Regions from separate parts of the Zea mays genome. Here region 2 is linked to region 1. The links are chromatin contacts, called in public Hi-C maps. All regions are on one chromosome and are shown on one strand. Each heading gives the region's core, a stretch centred on a gene start, on an enhancer-like site or on the middle of the called end of the contact. The rest is flanking DNA. Distances are from core to core; before and after follow the strand shown.

What was found. A called contact is a pair of places that touch in the nucleus more often than the background predicts.
Region 2: a contact with region 1 is called in a Hi-C map of leaf, with 3 times the contacts expected there. The contact joins the promoter of LOC100274514 here to the promoter of LOC100276232 in region 1. A contact is called at or near these places in 2 of 25 Hi-C or Micro-C datasets (leaf and tassel).

Annotation. Positions count from the first base shown.
Region 1 is chr3:159,093,432-159,099,138 of Zm-B73-REFERENCE-NAM-5.0, reverse strand. LOC100276232 (Heavy metal transport/detoxification superfamily protein) reads right to left here and starts at 2,913. Exons shown (of 3, transcript NM_001150070.2): 1 at 2,697-2,913; 2 at 404-485; 3 at 1-148. The coding sequence starts at 2,861.
Region 2 is chr3:159,311,485-159,317,303 of Zm-B73-REFERENCE-NAM-5.0, reverse strand. LOC100274514 reads right to left here and starts at 2,616. Exons shown (of 4, transcript NM_001148871.2): 1 at 2,344-2,616; 2 at 940-1,328; 3 at 526-767; 4 at 1-426. The coding sequence starts at 2,458.

The DNA of each region.
Region 1 (5,707 bases), core at 1,664-4,163:
GACGCGGCCGCCGCCGATCTGGCGTCGTCCCAACCTGCTGGAGCACCCAGCAGTGCCTTCCTGTGCTTCCTCTTGTTCTTGGTGTGCGCCACCTTCCCGCGCACCGTCACCTCCTTCTTCCCGAAGTCCACCATGTAGTCCAGCAGCCCTGCTGATGGAATGGACGGACACGAGCAGCCGAGCACAGACATGAGCTGACTAGCTGATGAGCAGAGCAGAGCAGGCAGGCAGGCAGGCAGGCATGGATAGATGCGCAAGAAGGATGAAGAAGGAAGGACAGCGATGCATTGGTTAGCACACTGCTAGTAGCTGTTGGTAAATGTACACGCATCATTACGGACATGCATGCATACATGGAATGATTTGTCCTGGTGATGGAAAAACTCTGCATGTAGGCGCTCACCGTTCATCTTGGAGACGACGTCGGCGACCCGCTGCCGGCAGTGCGAGCAACCCATGTTGGCGCTCATCACCACCACCTGCACCTGCGCATGCATGGTTCCAGCGACGCATCATTCATTCATTCGCATCCGCATTGCCTCTACGCGCGTAATGAATAAAAGAAAATGTTGCTTCTCTCGAAATAAAACACACGTTCCGTTTTCTAAAAAAACAAAACAAAACAAAACTAGCCTATACGTAATTAATAAAAAGCTAGTTAATTAAGAGCATCTCCAAGAGACTGGATAAATGGCTTGTCAAGTTAAATTTTAGCTATTTAATAGCAAAATAGCTCTTCAACAGACTATCCGTTTAACTTGCCAAGCTATCCGGCTCTTTAAATTGACCCTCTCACTAGCTAAATTTGGCTAGCAACTCTCGCCAGTTAAACTAACTTACATGTTTAAGAGTCTGTTCGAATGAAATGTTATATATAGAGTTTAATCTTTATAGACAGATAAATAGAGTAAAAAGTAAAGAGTATATTAATCCCACCTTCCACTGATCGATCAGGACGTACGTACGGCTAGAGTTCATTGTATATAGTTGAGGGGAATATATTCGTACGTAGCACAGGGAAGCTAGGAGGGAAGAGATGCATATGTTCCTCTCCAAAAGTCACATGGCTAGCTGCTGCCACTCTTGAACCCTAATGCAGATTGTTCTAATAATCTAATCCTACACAGCCACAGGCAGCCACCAGCTAGGCAGCTAGCGGTATTATATATACTCCATTCGTTCTTTTTTATTTGTCACGTTTTAGTTTAAAAATAAACTAACGAACAAGGAACAAGAACGATAACGGAGGTAGTAGTATATAGCAGCATATGCCGTGCGTGCTAATCTATCAGCTACGCAAGCCACTTGCATTATATTATATATAGTAGATGAATACTAGTCGCATCGCATGGCATCTTACCGTTGCGATCTTCTCTGATCAGGCAACAGGCCAATGCAAAGACTCCTCCGGAGATCTAGTCCCATTCCCATACAGATTAAACTCGTGCAGGAGGAATTCTAGAGATTAAGAAATATAATGTTCGGTCATAGCAGCTAGCTAACTGATGATGGTGAAATACTGTAAATGACTGAGTCAAATATAATGGTCAAAAACACACACTGCACATGCAGGCAGGAACGCCCGCCAGTATATCATATGATGTTGGGATGAGAAGGAGAAGCGTGTGCGCTTAATTAATTTATTATTATCAGGTCAAAGGAAGCGTGTGCAAGCGTAGTTGGTGAGGGGGTTATAAACGAGGAGCATTCATCAGGCATGGCGGCTGCCTGTACAGTGAACCTGCTCGTGCCTTAGCCTATTCGTCTACTGCCTGGCATGCTCACCGGTCAAAGACAGACGGTTTCACTTTCACCTTCGTTATGGGCTCCTGGCCGCCAGACAAGCAGCTCGAGCTCTCTCCCGGCAACAGCCAACAGCTAATAACAGCTCATCAGCTGTGGCCGAGAACGGCGCAACAAACAAGTGGCTGCAATAGCATAGCATTGCATTGCATTGCATAGAGCGGCGCAAGAAACAGGCTACAGGCGCTGCATGCGTGCCCGGTGTCTGCTACCAGCAGATTCAGTCTCTTGGTCTTGCCAACAAGTTACTGCCATTGATTTGCATGTGGACAAGAACAATAATGTGTAGCTCACAGATTCTCATCTCCAGGATCATCAGAGCAAGTTAAAAGATACTACAGTAGAAAGAAAGAGAGACAGACAGACAGACAGGGAAGCAAACTTGCTCCCTGCACTGGAGTTGTTTGGCGGATTGGCACTAAGCCACTAACAGTAACAGGGGCTGGACTTCTCACCTTTACGCTAAAAGCCGGACTGGGAGGGCAAAAAGCGACCGGGTCCCTTTTGAGAATCCAAGGAGATCAAACCAGCAGCCAGGCTCCAGCATCTCTCTCTTCCTCTTCTCCCTCGATGTGTGCAGTGGAACAACGGACACTGAACGTGTGGAGATGGAGACTGTCTGTCGAAATGCGGTGAAGGATGGAGTGACTTTACTGTGCTACGACACTACCACTGAAGCCTGAACAGCAAAGGCTAGCATCATATCCTCAACGAGGCAGGAAGGAGAGAGCACAGAGTCCTGCTCCGGCAGAAAGACAGAGTCGCTAGCAGAGTGATTGATAGTCGCAGCTGGGTTTCAAGAACCCAACGACATGCAAGCCATTGCGGAGTTCTCATTTCTTGGCGCTGATCAGCTTGCTGGCAATGATGAGGAAGAAAGGGAGAGCGCGTACCGATGGGAGGGAGAGATCTTCCGCAAACCTCAGAGCCTGTAGCTTGCTTGGCGTGCTGCTGACGGTTGCGTCCGACGAGGCGCCGAAGCTCCGCTTGGAGGAGGAGGAGGAGGACTCACTCCCCCTGTCGTCTTCATTCCCTCCGTGCTCCAGCTCCATGTCCATGGCGGCGTGCGCGTGGGCTCTTCTTGATGCTTGAGCTCCCCCTCCCTTTCCTGTCCGGCGACAGCACCCAAGGCTTCTCCTTTTTATACTAGCTATTCTAGACATGGAGAGAGAGAGAGAGAGAGGATCCCATGTCACAACAGTTACTTGTTGAGACCACGCTTTGAGAGGTCTGATATATTTTAGGCACTTGTGAATGAGGTTAGGTGTAGGAAGGTGAACTCCAGCAATCAGGCTTATTTGCTGAGGGATCTCCTTTCCAAAGACCCACCCAGCCCAGGCACAGTGTGGCATGGTCATTCACTTCCATAGTTTCATTGGATGACTAGGATTTACATGTATGTATGATGTCACTTGTCTTGGAGGCTAGTGCCATTTTACAAATGAAGGAGGGGCCCACCATGTATTGGATTCCTCCCCCTTCTTTGTTTTCACTGTTACAGTAACAGATTAAGAAATCACCACATCAGGGGAGGTTACTTGCAGTGCGAAAAGTAAAAGAGAGAGAGAGAGAGAAAGGTTTCCGAAGTCTAAAATGGTCGTCATGGACGGTGGAATGTGACATTGGAACAACAAAACACACAGTCAGGACCTCTCCAGAATCCACATTTTCGGAACTTTTGAAGTTTCTGCAAGGAAATCCTCCTGCAGCTATGCATATTTCACACACGGGGGGAAAAAAAAGAGAAGGTTCCAGTTCTTGGCACCTTATAGCGTGATGATTTTAAAATGTACTAGGTAGAGTTGATACTGAGAATAACGAATTGCTCTTTAGGCACACCTATATAGTATGTAGTTTTTGCTACATATTTTATCTAGTGTCTTTAACTATTCTCTGTTAGCATGGAATGGTTGGCCATATACACTATAATGCTCCATCCTTCAAACTTACAACAAAAAGGCCAGGATAAGAGACACCGTGATACTGTTCTTTAAACGGTAGGCAAAGAAGAACCATCAATCTCCCAAACCCGAGAAGACCAGAATTAAAAAAAGCAAAATCCCAAGATCATAGCTGGCATGCATTCAGTGTTAACCAATACTGAAAGTACGATGGAGAGAAGATATGACAAAGGGGGGGATTTAGACATATACAGAAACCACTGAAAATCCATCTTAATGGCTCAATGCAATCCAGCGGAAAATTTTATTCTGGAAACATGGAAGGAAACTGAAAACCAAATGGCCTAGAATCTCCAAAAAACAAGGATGTCAAAAGACTGAACCCTGACTGACGCTATACACTAGACAGAGATACACCCTGATTGGATAAGCAGCTATCGTTGTCTTTTGTACTTGCGCCCATTTTTAAGGGCACACCGACAGTACGCTACCTAAAAACTTTGAAAATTGTTAGCATCTAGATTGTTAAAAACATACACAGCAAATCACCATAAATAGCTGAAGGCATAGAGTACCAAAAGGAAAATTCAGAATATGCTGCAAATTCCATGTAAAAAAAAGGGGACATGACATGACTCTGCCCACCAACTACTCTTTATACGCACGCTACTCGCCAAGATTGCATTTTTCATGTTCCAACATCAGCAAGGTCAATAACATCCACTTCGAGCATCACTAGCAACGTGTAGTTTACAAAGTGATGATATGCGATTCTCAGCATAATTTAGGTGTGACGTTGACATCTGGTGTTGGAAATAAGCTCATTGTTGCTTGTGGATACCACAGAATGTTTCAAGTCTCTTGCTCAAACAAAGAATCGTTCTTAAGTTTCTTAGATCCACTTGGGAGGCAGAAAAAAAGTATCGTATTTGAATGCGAAAAACACTTAAAAACAGTTGCACTTGAGCACAAGAAAAATACACAGACTATGCTCGCTCAACAAGCAATCAGCCGGTGAGGTCGTCTGAAAAAATGGGGAAAACAGTAAGTTAAACCAGTACGCATTTAAAGTTACAGGAAACTAGTTCTAGTTGCGTACTACGCTTGACAATAGGATGTACAAGTGCAGACCAAAAAGTCAGACTGAAAAAAAGGTACATTAATACCAAAGGTATCGTCTAATTCTATTCTAAGCTGCCTACATCACAAGGCTGGAGCCAGGGAAAAAGATATCCAGCACGCAATAATTGAACGAAATTCAGTATTTTTTTGTATTGGAACTTCAAACTTCACAATGCTGACATATGCATGAGTTTATAGGGCAAGCTTAAGGTAAGCACAGAAATCAAGTACCTAACAAGCATTACAAGATATCCAAATAACAAAAAAAAGGAGTATCCAGTGTATCCAGAAAGTCTACTTGATTGGTACTGTGCTGATACGGATCGGACTTCCAAACAGTTCAAGAGGGTGACTACAGAAGACATCATCCTCTTGTTTCATGGGCCTTTAAACAGCTTAAGAGGGTGACTAGATCACTAGACTACAGAATAATCGTCCTTTTTTTTTCTCTGTCTGCAAACATCATATTCTGATATCAAGACAAATCACCTCTCCAGAGCAGTGACAAGCAAAAACGATAATTTGGACAACCTGCCACAAGGAACACCAAAACGCATCATTGGTTGACGATTGTGTGTTTCATTTTTCAACGGTACTGTAGTGTCGGCAGATCCAATAAAGAGATCATTTACATTAACATTCGATTACATTAAGTTATCGTTTGGTTCACATATTTGTAATATAATGGGTAACTGATAACGTTAAACCATGTTTGTTTAAATCCGTAATCAGATACCACACTAAAAATTGCTACCGGCCTATTCAAACTTATTGCCGGTGGTACTCGAGTGTAAATCATTACTGTTGTGATTTACGTTACATTTCGTGAACCAAACAACACCTAAATATTAATCAGGAATGAAGTTGGTGATTGCATACTC
Region 2 (5,819 bases), core at 1,367-3,866, 220 kb before region 1:
AGCTTCCGCGCCAGCCCGTTCAGGATCTGGTGGAAGGCGTCCCCAGCCTGGGCGGGCTGCGGGAACAGCATGGCCTGCTTCATGGACGGATTCGCGAGCAGCCTCTGCTTCCGGAGGATCACCTCCATCGGTATGGACGTCAGGATGGTGTCCAGCCTCGGGACGTCGTCCTCGGCCACGAAGACACCGATCTCCTCCCACGGGATCGCGTCCGCGAAGGGAAGGACGATGTCGTCGGCGATGATCACCGGGATGCAGCCGAACACCACCGCCTCCACCAGACGGGGGCTCCACGGGGCCCAGCCCAGCGGGCACAGGCAGAAGACGGCACGCTGCATGTCCTCGTAGTACGTGGGTGGGTGGTCCGTTGAGATGTCGAAGAGCGGGTTGTTCTTGAAGTTCTCCCAGACTGATGCACGGGCGCCCCTGCATTGTAAGTATACGGTAGGTAGCACATCAGGACTCTTTGATTCAATGGCTCATCAAGGCTTGTTATTAGGACGTGCAATGAAGGTAGCGACGTACCTTGCATAGTAACCACCCTCAGGATCATTTGCAGTGTCATAGAATAAACCGCGGAAATACACGAAGATCGACCTAGGGGTCCCTGGGGGAACGAGGTGGGTTTTCATCTTCTGAGGAGGAGCATATGGCGGGATGGTGATGGAGCCTTCCTTCAGGCAGACATGATCCTTCTGCCCAAAAGTCTGGACCAGTGTAGCACGGCGAAGCAACGGAAGGACGCCCCGCTCGATGGCCTTCTCTTCCTGAACAATGGGTGTGCTGAGCGACATTAGACGAATGGTCCTATGAGCAAACATGAATAGAATGATAGAAAGATTTCAAACTCCGTTATATGAGTTTCCAGGCTAGGTTCATTCCACACTGCACTGGCAGTACATCTGATGGTTCATGGTTTGTTATGGCTCTACAACTCACCTGGTAGTGGAAGCATGCGCCAAAGTCATGTGGCACGACAAAGAAGTGGTCTGCTCCCTCTGTCCTGTTCCAGTATGGCCACCGGTTGGAAATGAACTGAATCGCGCTCCGCATTATCCGTGGTGACTTGAAGGGCAAGGGATGACCCCACGGTGTGAGATCACACGTGGTGTATACCGGAGTATAGAACCAATCGGCTACTTCTGGATTTAAAGTCCGGATCGCGCTAGACAGTAGGAAGCGGTGCATGAAGATCTCCGCGGCAAACATGTGGCTGAGACACCTAGAGTCTTTAGCCACCATCTTCTTGTTGTACTTGGTCGGCAACTCGTAGACATACACCTTGAGCCTCCCAACGGGATCGTCTTCGAGCACATCACCAGCACTTCCTGGAATTTAGTTACGATCACAAAGAAAATGTGAGAAATTCTGAACTGTAATACCACGATCCTAATTTCAAAGCCATTGCAGTTCCGCTGCGACGCGTAGCTGAAGCCATACGAACCAGTAGCCACCGTATACAGTTTACTATGAATTTTTATGAGCCTTAAGAATAGTTTTAGTAGTAGGATCTAGCTGTACATGATATGAAGCAAGAATTTTGATGGTCGTCGGTGGCTTTATAAAGTCAAGAAGGTTAGAATTTCAGTTAGTGAACTCCAACTCAAAAGCATGGATAATGCATATATCAGTTCCACTGTCTGAAACGTCAGGTTTTGCTGACCGGAGGGAGTAACCATTAAAACATTCAGGTAAGTCTGCTAATCTGTACTGCTAGTGTCTACTGCCTGAGGTGCCCTTGCTTATATTTCGCAGAAAAGTTGGCTAGTTTCCATGGCCTCGGGTTTGGCCATATCTACTTGGAAGTTGGAAAAGAATCGAAATACACCTGTGCAGTGAAGCTCTGCTGCCGAGCATAAGCAAGGCAGGATTATGCCTTGCTTATGCTCAGATGCACACAATCTGAGGGTGCGGAGGAATAACATGTGTTACTAAGTTGACCTCGGGATCCTGAGGCACATGTGTGCAACCGTGTCAACTGCCTAGCCGGGGAATGGGATGTGTATTTCATCCCGCAAAGTGAGCAGAAGTGACAGCTGAGTGCGGCCGCTAACTCCTTGGAATCATTGACTAGGCGAAGGAAAGCGGTGGACCGCCTGAGCCAGGAGCTGATCCAACGGCAGATCTGCGCCCGCCCGCTCGTGTGGCCAAAGCTGCTGCTTCATAGGGTTCCACACTTCCAATTCCAATCGTGGCGGCGGCGGCAGATCCACTTGCAACCACCGGCGCGCGTCGAGAGGCAGGAGGGGGAGCGAGGCAATGCGTAGTCTGAGCGTGGCGCAAGGAAGGGGAAAGGGGTAGGAGAGCGAACCAGGCCAGGCGAGGTCCAGCCGGCGGGCATACCTTCGATCCGCTCGGTGTCCTGCGCCCTGGCGACAGCGACGGCGCCAGAGCAGGCGAGAAGCGAGACGGCGAACGCCACGGCCAGAGCCCGCGCGCTCCCCGCCCCCGTCCCCATTAGTCGCCCGCCACCCTCCGTCGGAACACGAGGAACGGGGAGATCGAGGCGAGGCAGGATTCGGAGGATGGGGGCAGCCGAGGAAGCGGCAGGAAGACCGTGGGATTGATTGATGCGCAGGGACAGGGACAGGGACAGCCGGACAGTGAGGTGGTGACGACTGATTTGAGGGAGGCCGAGGAGTCAAAAAGGGATGGCACTGGCACAGGTGTGGGAGCGAGCGGTGGAGTGGGCGAGTGGCGATGATGGCGGTGGCTTGCGGGCCGTCGCCGTCAGCGACGAGCTGTCGGTGGAGGGGAGAGGACAGCTGCCAGGTTGCCCTCCACGACCGGTAGTAGTACAAGGCGCCATTTTGACATGTCACTACTGCTTGTCAGTACTCACTGCTCTCAAATGGCCCAAAATAATCCATGGAGTTTTTGGAATTTTGAGGGTGTCTTTTTTTCCCCTGTAGCTGTTTATAAAGTGATTTTGTAGCTAGCTATGTTTGTTTCTGCTTATAAGTGGATTATGGTCTTATTTGCTTTGGTCTTGGCCGGATTCTGTCCGTCAGAATCGGTTTGTGGCACCCAAACGTTTTGCTTTTAGCTCATTTATGTGAGAATCATTTTTTTTAAATCATTTAAATCAACGTGAATGAGAATTCGTCGAGCCTTTACGATGAGACGTTTGTCGCTTTCTAAATCCAAAACCGTGGAGACCCCTTCATCTTCCTGCCTTTGTGATGAGACGTTTGTCGCTTTCTAAATCCAAAACCGTGCAGACCCTTTCATCTTCCTCCGCACGTAAGCCCAATGATATCTAGATTCTCATGATAGATAGATTATCTAAGAACCCAGATTTCCATAAAATATGGACTACACTTCAGTTAAAGGTGGTATTCCGAGCTATGCACTTGCTACTCTTCTGGACACGGGACTCAACTTCAGCATAAGGAAGACAACCAAAAGCAAATAAAGATTGCATGGCGTTACATGAAGGTGTTGGTGGTGCATATTTTTTAGACACCATGAATGGAAACCTACTTATAGGATTTATAGTTAGAATTATGTATTCTAACTATGTATTGTAGCCTCTACTAAAGAAAAGGCGTGTCGAGTTAAAAACCCAAAGCCCATGGGACACGATGAATAAAACTACTGGAAAGGGCTCGACGACGAGGTCCTGTACTTAGCCCTCATCGTTACAACAGTCGTTGCAACATTGAGAAGAATGGGGATCGTCCTGCATAACCTTCATACCTCTTACGTCTAAATCAAACCATATTGCAAATCCTATCACATTAAAAGAATAAGATATGATTCTAGCACTAAGTAAACTGTTTTTAGTTGCTAACTATGTTCATCTAAGTGCTAGGAAACTTTTCAAGTCGAACCTATCGGTACCCTGGAACAGGGGTACCCCTTACTATAGTATGAAGGTGCGGTGCCCGCGCGCCTATCTCTAAACGCGCGATAAACAGCACCCAACCCCGCCACGTGGACAGCTCCAGGGCCGCCACGTGGCCAGAGAAGGTGATACACTCCAAGGTATTAATGATGGGTCCGGACCCCATGGAAAAGTATCGGACCCCTGCATATACGGACCGGACCTCCGGGCAGAGTCCAGGACCTCCGCAGGGGTGACGCCGTGCCCCCGGGACGGGTCCCGGACCTCTCGGTGTGGGGGCCAGGCCACTCTCAGCGGGGTCTCGGGATTCTGGGACAAAGAATACCAAGGCCTTGCTTAAGGCCAGGCGGGGGTCCGGAGCCATCACGTGTCCGGACCATACCCTGTACACTTCTGCTCCCCGCCCAGGCGGAGACCCGATGCTGCCACGTGGCTCACTGCCTGTGACGTAAGCCAGCGGGCGGAGTCTGACGTAAGGCCTTTGGGCCGCGCGACACTGCATTTATTTTGGATAGGACGCGCCGCCTGTCTATTCCACTGGCGGGTGATGTGCCCCCTCGGCATTTAATGGGCCCTACCACTCCGCTGGCAAGCGTTGTGCTGCCTCAGTATTAAATGTGCCCTGTCTACTCCTCTGACGGACGGCGACCAAACCATCTTGCAGGCGGTGTGCCTGTCCATTTCGTTGGGAGGTAGTGCGCCCGTGCTGCGACATGCGCTGCACTCATCATGGCTCGCGCGTTTCCGAGGAAGCAGCGCATGATATCAATATTGTATACACTACAGATATTATGGCGCTCCTAGATCTTCTGTGCAGCACTGGCATTGGATACTTCTATATGTGTTCCCTCCGTTTTGCCCCTGGGCCCACATGTCAGGGCTCAGGACCCTTGTACGTGCTCCCCCTTGATCTATAAAGGGGAGGGCACACGACAGACCCAACTCAGACTCTCAACTCTCAAGCTTCCACGGCAATCCAACACTCAGTGGAGTAGGGTATTACGCTCCGGCGGCCCGAACCACTCTAAACTCTCGCGTGTTCATGTGCTCGGTGATCGCCTAGCAGGACAGGCAAAATGCTTAAGCCCCTTCCTCATCTTAGGATTAAGGGTGGGTGCACTCCGCCACCCGGCCGGAGAATTCCCTCTCCGACAGAACCATTTTGGAGAAACGGTGTGTCGCTAAGATTAGCCAAACATGTGCAAATCTAGAGAGCACCGGACAGTGCCCGGTTCCTAGGCTATCAGCTGGCAAAACAGGCCACTCTCGGGAAAATGATGAGCCTCGTTGGCTATAATTCGCCGGACTATCCGGTGTGCACCGGACTGTCTGGTGTGCCAGCCACGCGTCTGGCCAACGGTCGGCCGCGCAATCAACGTCAGACACGTCAGTCGAACCAACGGTCACCAAGTTGCACCGGACTGTCCGGTGTGCCAGTCGTGCGCCTGGCCAACGGTCGGCCGCGTAATCAACGTCGGCCACGTCAGCCGAACCAACGGTCACCTAGTTGCACCGGACTGTCCGGTGTGCCAAGTGACCAACGGTCGACTCGGCTGAATAAGAAAGGAGATCGACTAATGTCTAGTGTCCGGTGTGCACCGGTCAGTTCGGTGCACCCGCGGACAGAATGAAACCAGGACCTTCCAAATGAAGATCAAACGACTCTTTGGTCCCTTGGTGCTATAAAAGGACCCCCTATGCGCCATGGAGAGTTACACAAGCATACCTTGAGCATACTACAACTCCGAGACTCCACGACCACACTGTTGTTTCATTAGATAGAGATTTGAGCGCGTTCTTGAGCTGTGACTCCGCTGTTTTGATTCTTGCGCTCTCTTCTTGACTTGTGTGCGTGTTTTTGCTGTGATTAAGTTCTTGTGTGTGTTTCTACTCCCTCCTTACTCCGGTTTTTTATTAAGATCATCTGTGTAAGGTGTGAGAGACTCCAACCTGTGGAGATTCCTCAGAAACG